Linked DNA regions of Mus musculus: region 2 is linked to region 1. A link is a contact called in public Hi-C data. All regions are on one chromosome and are shown on one strand. Each heading gives the region's core, a stretch centred on a gene start, on an enhancer-like site or on the middle of the called end of the contact. The rest is flanking DNA. Distances are from core to core; before and after follow the strand shown.

Evidence for each region. A called contact is a pair of places that touch in the nucleus more often than the background predicts.
Region 2: a Hi-C map of pancreatic cancer cells shows a contact between it and region 1, with 3 times the contacts expected there. The contact joins two enhancer-like sites. A contact is called at or near these places in 2 of 39 promoter capture datasets (the 3T3-L1 cell line and the C10 cell line), 9 of 15 datasets of contacts at CTCF or cohesin (CD8 T cells, the G1E-ER4 cell line, the NIH/3T3 cell line and 5 more), 212 of 484 Hi-C or Micro-C datasets (3T3-L1-derived adipocytes, the 63-12 cell line, the AML12 cell line and 129 more), 20 of 115 datasets of contacts at active chromatin or transcription factors (PVALB interneurons, T-cell acute lymphoblastic leukemia, astrocytes and 15 more) and 6 of 9 other capture datasets (adipose tissue, embryonic stem cells, embryonic tail and 3 more).

Annotation. Positions count from the first base shown.
Region 1 is chr5:147,234,258-147,238,424 of GRCm38.p6, reverse strand. The region is part of intron 3 of Plut (PDX1 associated lncRNA, upregulator of transcription); the gene reads left to right. It overlaps Gm38750 (a long non-coding RNA gene), which reads left to right. Exons shown (of 3, transcript XR_868709.1): 1 at 1-188; 2 at 916-1,113; 3 at 1,249-1,547. Among named protein-coding and RNA genes, the nearest start is that of Gm38750, 2.2 kb to the left of the region's middle. Within about 2 kb of position 2,819, at least 20 of the 459 cell types and tissues checked have an H3K27ac peak or open chromatin away from gene starts, as enhancers often do. A contact at or near this core is called in pancreatic cancer cells, where this site is marked.
Region 2 is chr5:146,980,372-146,984,845 of GRCm38.p6, reverse strand. It overlaps the pseudogene Gm46936. Among named protein-coding and RNA genes, the nearest start is that of Mtif3, 19 kb to the right of the region's middle. Within about 2 kb of position 1,410, at least 5 of the 459 cell types and tissues checked have an H3K27ac peak or open chromatin away from gene starts, as enhancers often do. A contact at or near this core is called in pancreatic cancer cells, where this site is marked.

The DNA of each region.
Region 1 (4,167 bases), core at 1,570-4,069:
TACTGGAAGGTCCAAGAATCCAGTAGTTGTTCAGTCCCCAAGACTGAACTGGTCTCAGCTGGTCTTCAGAAGATTCTGGAATCCTGAAGCAGTAAGCTCTAATACCAGGGATGGAATGGTCTTGCCAGTGAGAGCAAGAGCAAGCAGGCAAAGGAAGCGAGCTTCCTTCATCCATGGGCTACCCGCAGGTATGACCCAGCTTAAAAAATAGACCTTCCCACCTCAAAAGATCTGGCGTGAAGGTGTATCCTCCTACCTCAAAGATATAGATTAACAGTGGGTCTTCCAATTTCAAATGATTTAATTAAAAAAAATTCCTCACAGGTATACCCAGCCATTTGGGTTTTAGTTAATACCAGATGGAGTCAAGTTGACAACTAAACTAGCCTTCGAAGGCCCGCAGATGATGGGGTCCATTCAGGGTCACCATGCCCCAGGGCTACTGTGGAGGCAAATGAGTAGTATCTGCTTGTCTTATATGTGACCTTAATGCCATCCATTTATTCACAGACAAAAGGTTTCAGACCAGTCCTTAATCAGAGCATAGAGGCCAAAACCATTAGCCTGCACTGTCTGTAGGGTAGCAAGGGTATTCATATCCTAAAGTGCGTGTAGGGTGGTAAGGGGCTTCGTGGATTACCGGAGGGTCATGGGGGCACCTTCCATATGTGTATCCCTGCCAGTGCTTGTCCTAACCCGCCCACTGGTTGGCAGAGACCAAGGAAAAGAAAGGTTGCTTTGAGGACAAAGAAAAGTGACTGGGGGCGGGGTGGGGTGGGGGTGGGGACATGAAATGAGGGTGAAGGCTCACAAAGGCCCAGGCTCCTTGCCAAAGACAGACTGTGGGAGATGATACAAGGTAAAGGGTGAATGGCTGAAGAGGGGATACGACCTGTGACTCCGTATTTCTCCTAGACAGCACAGCACCGGCCCACCAGAGCTCTGGTCTGGATGACACGCTCTTTTTCTTGAATGCGACTGTTGCACGTTTTTCTTAAAGCCACGTGTGTCTGAGGAGACTCGGGTTTGGTTGCTTTGGATACCAAGAACACGAGCTTGTCGGATATGAAGACAGAAGAAATGGTGACCCACCCCATGGAGGTACACAGCCAGGTATGCCACCCATACGCTCCCAAGAGAGACTGCTGCTTGGACAGCAGCCGTTCCCAACTCGATTGCGATGGGATTGTCCCTCCTCTGCTCCCTTAGACAGAGTAATGGACGAAAATGACTGTCAGGTTTCTCCAGGCAGAGACCTGGGTATGGAGGACAGACCCCAGAGAGCCTGGATCCAGGAGAAGACGTGGAAGTGTTGGAGTGGGAAGGTCAGGTCTGCTCAGGGATAAGTCTGAACTGTGACATTGCAATTCTGGTGAGTATCACAGACAAAGCAGGGCTTCTCAACATGTGGTCCTCGGATCAGCACAAACATCTCCCGCGAGCTTCTACAAAATACGGTCTAAGGCGCCAGCCAGACCTTCTGAATCAGGAAACTGAGACTGAAAAGCTGGGCAGTGGTGACGCACACCTTTAGTCCCAGCACCCGGGAAGCAGAGGCAGCTGAATCTTTGAGTTCAAGGCCAGCCTGGTCTACAGAGCAAGTTCCAGGACAGCCAGAGCTACGTGAAGAAACTCTGTCTCAAAAAGAGAAAGGAAGCAAGGAAGGGAGAGAGAGAGAAAGAAAGAAAAGAAAGTAAAGAAAGAAAGAAGGAAGGAAGGAAGGGAGGGAGAGAGAGAGAGAGAGAGAGAGAGAGAGACAAACTAGGGATTTCACAGACATCCTAGTAGTTTACCCATTCTAAGTACTCAACACCTGGATCTATATTGTCTTTTCAGTCATGAAACTTCATCTCAACTTGAAAATCTGAACTAGATCCCAGTGATATGTCAGTTATGGGGTTAGAGGGAGTGAGGTAGGAGGGCTGAGGGAAGATTCCACCCTGCATGTCCTCAGCCTCTAAACCAGAGGTTCTCAACCTGTGGGTCATGACCCCCCCACCCCCCCACCCCGCCAGACCTTTGGAAGGCACCACAGGAATTTACATTACAGGTCCTAACAATAGCAAAGTTGCAGTTATGAAGTAGCAATAAAAAGAATGTTCCCACAACATGAGGAACCCTATTAAATAGGGTCACCACATTAGGAAGGTTGAGAACCACTGCTGCAGCCATGAGCGGCTTCCGTGCTGTGGCTCTGAACATTGAGGAAATCACAGGCAGAGGCCAGGGATTGCTGGCGATGGCCTCTGTCCCAGCCGTGTGTGTTCTGCAGGAGTGAAGGAACAAGAGAGCTCTCTCTCCCTGCCAGATCTGCTGACTTTGTGACTAGCACACCTGTCTGGCTAGCTTGTAAACTGAATGGCCACTTTCTCCTGACAATGGCCTGCTCAGAGAATGATTTATGGGCAGTCAGTTCTCATTTATAAAAACGACAACACTCCAGCTGATAATATTGATAGATGTGAAATTCGGTATCTGCAGGATAAAAGCCACTGGCCCCGCCGAGACTTTTGGCCGCCTGGCAAAGGCGTGGTGTGCTGACTGCTGCTAGTTCTCTGAGGAGTGTTTAAGGTCCACGGCATTAAACTCAACACTAGGTTCTGGGCAGATCCCAGGAAGAAAGGCTACGGAGGAAATGCTTTGCTCTGTGATTCTCATATAGCAAGGAGCTATGGGGTCAGTCACTTAGGTCACGGAAGACAGACATGTGGGCAGCGAAGCTGTGGCTGAGACGTCCTCAAAGAGCGCTCTCTGTGGTGTGCCGGTAAGTACAGTGAGGAGTTGGCACCACCTTATATCTGCAGGTTTCAAAGTTCTTGGGGTGAGTCAGCCGTTCCTTATACTTCTTATGAGGCACCCTGAAGTACAGGTTAGGCAGTGGCAAGGCAGGTCATGGAGTGACTAACCAAGCTGCTGCCCTTGTGACCCAAGGACAGCTAGAGAAGGAGACAGGGTCTGCAGAGGACTTTCACAGTTTGGTGCCCGACCTGGTGCCGCACCGGATCCCCCAAGCAGGTACGTAAAAGCTCTGATTTCACTTTTGGGTGTGAGGCATAGAATCTGGGAGCCCCCTGATGCTGAGCCACACCCCCTCGCCTCTTAAACTAGCTCCTCTTCAAAAATTTTGGTTTGGTAGGTGTGTGCTAGGGTGGAGATCGGAAGTCTAGTTTAGCCGTGTCCGTGGGTGACTGCGGTGCATGACCACACTTGGCACTTAAGAGTCAATGAATATGGGGTGGAGGAGCTGCGGAGGTACCGACTGCCATCAGAAAGGTGAGGGACCCGACCACCACCAGAAAGGCTATTCTCTTCCTTCCTACTACTCCCTCAGTCAATCAGGGTCTCCACTTAAAGGGGTTATATGCCCTGTTGAGATGTCAGTGTGTCCCAACAATTAAAAATTATTTTTTTATATTGTATTCATTTACTTACTTTGTATATACGGGTGTTTGGCCTGCATGGATATCTGTGAAACACCTGCATGACAAGTGCCCAAGGAGGCCAGGAGCGGGCGTCACATCTCCTGGAATTGGAGTTATAGGAGTGTGAACCACCATGCCTGGGTTGGGAATTGAACCTGGGCTCTTTGGAAGAGCAGCCAGGGCTCCTCGCCACTGAGTCATGTCTCCATCCCCATGATTCTGATCAGGGTTGAAAGAAGCTAATGTTTTCTGAGGGACAGAGAGACATTTTTCTTTAGCCTTGTGGTCACTGGTAAGTTGGCCACACCCCTGTAAGTAATGCCTCATCCATTCCACCCTCCTCCCTCTCCCCTTTCACCCTCCTCCTTCTCTTCCATTTACTTTTGGGCCATTTCCTTCCTCCTGTCAACATTAGCGTTGGCCTTGTGGGAGGGGCATATCATTTTATCTGACCCCTGTGATCGCATCCAGCAAAGACTCTTCCAGACCTCACACGGGGTACATGTCTTGAGTTATGGCAAACTGGTGGCAATAAGAAAAGTCCTTTATTCTGATCTGAAAGGCTGATGGTGGAATGTGGGCCTTAGAAAGCACAGCTGTTTGCCCTGTTTTCCCAACACTGAGTGGAAAGGAAAATCCTTCCTGAAGAACACATGTAAACATTTCCTGAGAAGGCCACGGTTCTGCTTCCTGCAGCTTAGGTTCAACATTCACACAAGGAAACGTGAAGATGGCTAACCACAGC
Region 2 (4,474 bases), core at 161-2,660, 250 kb after region 1:
CAATCTGACCTTGGGGAGTTAGAGCTTGCCTCACTTCCCCACCTTTAAAGTGGTACGAATGCCTGATTCCTATTGGGTAACTTGCCAGGGTGAGATGAAATCTCAGGTATCGTACATGCCGCACACAGCAAATGCTGTGCACGCAACAGTCTCATTGTCACCTCCTGGACAGTTTTCTACTGTAGGAGTGGCACCCACTGTCCCTGCCTGAGTCTGCCCTGCCCAAGATGATGAAAGACAATATAGATCAAAGCATCAAACCCGGGTCTACACATGAAATTAATTTATGACCCAAAGTAATTTCACACAATATTATTAGTGTGTGTGTGTGCGCGAATTTTGAGTGTACTGCCTCCTTTCCCTGAAGCAAATACCAAACAACTCAGACAAAGAGGAATTTCACTGCAATAGAAACTCACACGAGCACACTCACACACACACACTCCACACACACCACACACACACACACACACACACACCACACACACATGCTCTTCAGGCTCATTGTAAATTATATAAATACTGCTGCCTCACACTCCTGGCTGACCATCCCTTTAAGGTCCCTAACCTAATTATACCACTAAAACCCCCTTTGCTCTGTAAGGGCCCGCAACCACAGATTTGAGGGTTTTTATCATCATCTTTAAATGTTTTAGGGACTGCAACTCTGTCACCCTCCTGCATGTTCAATACCTCTTGCTGCTTAAAAAGTGGGGGGCTGGAGAGATGGCTCAGCAGTTAAGAGCACTGACTGCTCTTCCGGAGGTCCTGAGTTCAATTCCCAGCAACTACATGGTGGCTCACAAACATCTATGAAGGGATCTTCTGGCATGACTGCTAAAAGGTATGGAGACCTTTAATCCCAGCACCAAGGAGGCAGAGACAGGTGAATCTGTGAGTTCAGGACAGCCAAGGCTACATGGTCTCAAATAAGCAAACAAATAAAATCCACTAATCTGGGACAATAATTCTGTCATGAGCGGTAGCAGGGTGAAATTTTTATTTCAAGAACTTTCAGACGGGTGTAAAAAGATCTTCCAGCACATGGCGGGAAGGGACCCATTTTCTCAAAGAAGGGGTGGCACCCGAGATTGTTTTTCTGGTGAGTTTAGCTAAGTCGGCCACAGCCCCCACTTTGTAGAGCAGCCAGCTGGGATAGAGGTAATGGTCTCTGCCTAGGAAGCCCAGGGCAATCAACAGTTTCCTTTGAAAGCAGAAACATCTAACAGGCACAAAACATTGCTTAAATCCAGAGAAGTAAGACTTCTTGTGGAGGAATGGCCTTCAAACCATGTACGGTTCATCTTTGAAGACCCTCAAGATTCGAGTCCTGCCCAGTGTCTGCAGCTGCATGGATGCCTGAGAAGGCTAGCATTAAAGACAAGGGAGCCGATGAGTGGTCAAGGCAGGTTTCAGGACGACTTTTCAACAGTGACACCCAGTGGCCGCCATGTGAAACTGCAGGCCTGGCTCCTGGAGACTTCGGCAGGTAGGGTCCATGGGGAATCAAGCGCTCCTAAGCAGCTCAGCTGGCAGACTTGTTAGAAGGGAACTTTGTGAGGGGCATACGAGGAATCAGAGAGGCTAGGTAAGACCTGCTACTGGGCATGGGTGAGGGTGGCTTACAAGATACACCTGGCTTCTTTTCAACTTCCTTAGTGACTCCCATTCTGAAGAGGAGGGTCTTCTGCAGTGAGCACCCCATCTGCAAGGCCTGTGCCGGTGTGTGGCCCGCTGTGCCCCTTCACAGGTACCCTACGCTGTTGGGTAGGTGCACACACCCAGGGCCCAGAGTGCCCTCAGGACTCTGGGGCTTGTGAGCCCAGTTAAGTTTTTAATTTTGCCTCTCTTTTTTGAAACAGGGCCATACTATGTAGCCCAGACTGGCCTCAAACTCATGATGCCCCAGCCTCAGTCTGCCAAGGGCTAGGGGATTAGAGATATGAGACCCCATGCCAGTTTCTCTATTAAAAACATAGAGTGCTTTTGCTGCGGATGTTGCATGCAGAGGAGATGTAGATAGAATCCATCTCAGCAAAAAGCAGACATTTCCTCCCTATTTGCTCGGAGTTCTGCTCTGTGGAAGGAGAGTGGTCCGGGATGTCCTTATGAATGAAAAGGGGGGTTAAATGCATAGATGGAACCAGCTCTACTGACAGCCAGAGAGGAAGTCCCCAGGGAGACATCCCACATAACAGACCTTCCCTTGTCAGCCTTGGGGGCCCAGCTCATAGGTCCTCCCGGGAGTCCTGGCTGTGCTCTGTCCCAGTGTTTCTCACTGAACGATCAGTGTGTGAGTTTATGTCTCTCTGCTGTGGAGAAAGGGACTGGTCAGACCTGTGGCTCTGGGCGACCAGGGATGTGGCCGGTTCTTGGCTCTAAGCTCACCTGCAGAGGAAAAAGTCCTGGCCCCCAGTCAATGGTGACTTGACGGTCACGCTGAGCAATCCTTCCGGTAGGAATCAGTTCCATGGTCAGATTGCTTCTATGAGAATGATCCACTGCTGGAGACAGGGAGGGTGTTTGTGTCTTGCAAAGATCTCTGTACCTTAGAAGGCACCAGAGATCCAGAACTCCCAACACCCTCTCTCCAAGGGAAATGCTGCCTTGCCTGTGTGTCTGGGATGCTTTTGGGGAGCAGATGTGTTCTGAGCCATAACAAGCTTTAGGCTAGATCTGCAGTGTGGGAAGAGAGAAGATTTGAAGCCTCATAGAGCATAGGCAGTCTGGGCTGCTTGACTCTGTAAGTCCCCTGGACCTGCACGGTGGGAAGATGAGTCCTTGATGAGAGGAAGGTGGGGTTAGGGTGTGGGGTACCTCACACAGAGTCAGCCTCTAGCTACACCCACCCCCAACGTCCTTGATGAGAGGAAGGTGGGGTTAGGGTGTGGGGTACCTCACACAGAGTCAGCCTCTAGCTACACCCACCCCCAACATCCATACCTCATCTAACTCCCGCCTATCCAGCGGCTGTGGTCTGGTGGCCTTCCCTCAGAAGCCAGGCTTACGGAAAGCCTAAACACTAGGCCAGGCTCTGATGATGAAGGGAAGGAAGGCTCAGGGTTATCTAGATGTGCAATGGCAACTATGAGCCATGCAGTGTGGATACACAGAGTACCCTGAGAGACACCGGCACTCCTGACCTTAGGCAGGTAGAAAGAGGAGAATCCCTGCCAGGCCGGGCTGTGGGGGAGTGAGGAGAATTGCCAGGGGCAGGAGCCAAGAGTGTGGAGCTGAGGAAGCACAGGGAGGCAGTCCCACAAGGGCACATGCTGGCCAGCAGGGCAAAGATCAGGACCTTCTTGCTCCATCTGGGCACAGCGGGGTGGAGGGGAGAATACAGTCAGATCAGCGTATTCAAGATGGACATTCTTACACACTCCAAGTAACACTAACAAATAAGTGGATACGCAAGCTCTGCCTTAAAGAGAAAGAAGCCCTGGCACCACTCTAAGGACAGGCCTCACGTATCTCCTCTGGCCTTTGAACCTCCTGGGGGAACAGTCTGTCTTCCAGAATGTCAGCTTGCTGTTTGTCCCACTGAAGCTGAACTTGTCAACCGCCAGGTCTGAGCACAGCCTGGGATACAAACCACTTGTTATCCTATGCTGAGTGGTGTCCCAGAGACTGGTACCTCAGGACCAGTGCTTTCCACAGTTTCAGGCTAGGGCTATTTGATGTAAGAATGGCTAAATGAGTCTAGTCATGGCCAGGTAGCCAATGCACAGCAGACCTGTGGGAGGTGGGATTTTTGAGAACGCTATCTGACCAATCCGAGTCTTCACCTATCGTAGAGTTTCATGGCTGTGAAGAGACACAATCCCCAAAGCAACTTTCTTAAAGGACAACATTCAGTTAGGGCTGGCTTACAGTTTCAGAGGTTTAGTTCATCATCTTCCTGGTGGGAAATATGGCAGCATGCAGGTAGATTTGGTGCTGGAGAAAGAGCTGAGAGTTCTATCTACATCTTGATCCAAAAGGCAGCTAGAAGGGAACTCTATTCTGTCCTAGGCAGAGCTTAAACATAGGTCACCAAAGCCCATTCCCACAGTAAGGCACCTCCTCCAACAAGGCCACACCTCCTCCAACAAGGCCACACCTCCTCCAACAAGGCCACACCTCCTCCAACAAGGCCACACCTCCTCCAACAAGGCCACACCTCCTGATAGTGCCACTTCCCATGGGCCAAGCAGACTCAAATCACCACACTATCACAAGAAAAAGGCTTCCCCCATAGGCAGCATGCTCCAACTTCCTGGGTTTGGGACTTTGAGGATCATGATGAAAGGCCTGCCATGTTAACATTTCCACAGGCTATCCAAAGCTGACCTGTGATGGTGACCGTGGAAGAAATACTGGCTTTACATATGCAGTAGTCCCTTTCCCCTTAAACACTATTTCAATTATGTCTGGTTAACTATGGTCTGAAAACGTCAGATGGGAAGTTCTAGAAATACAAAATTTGCAAGTTTCA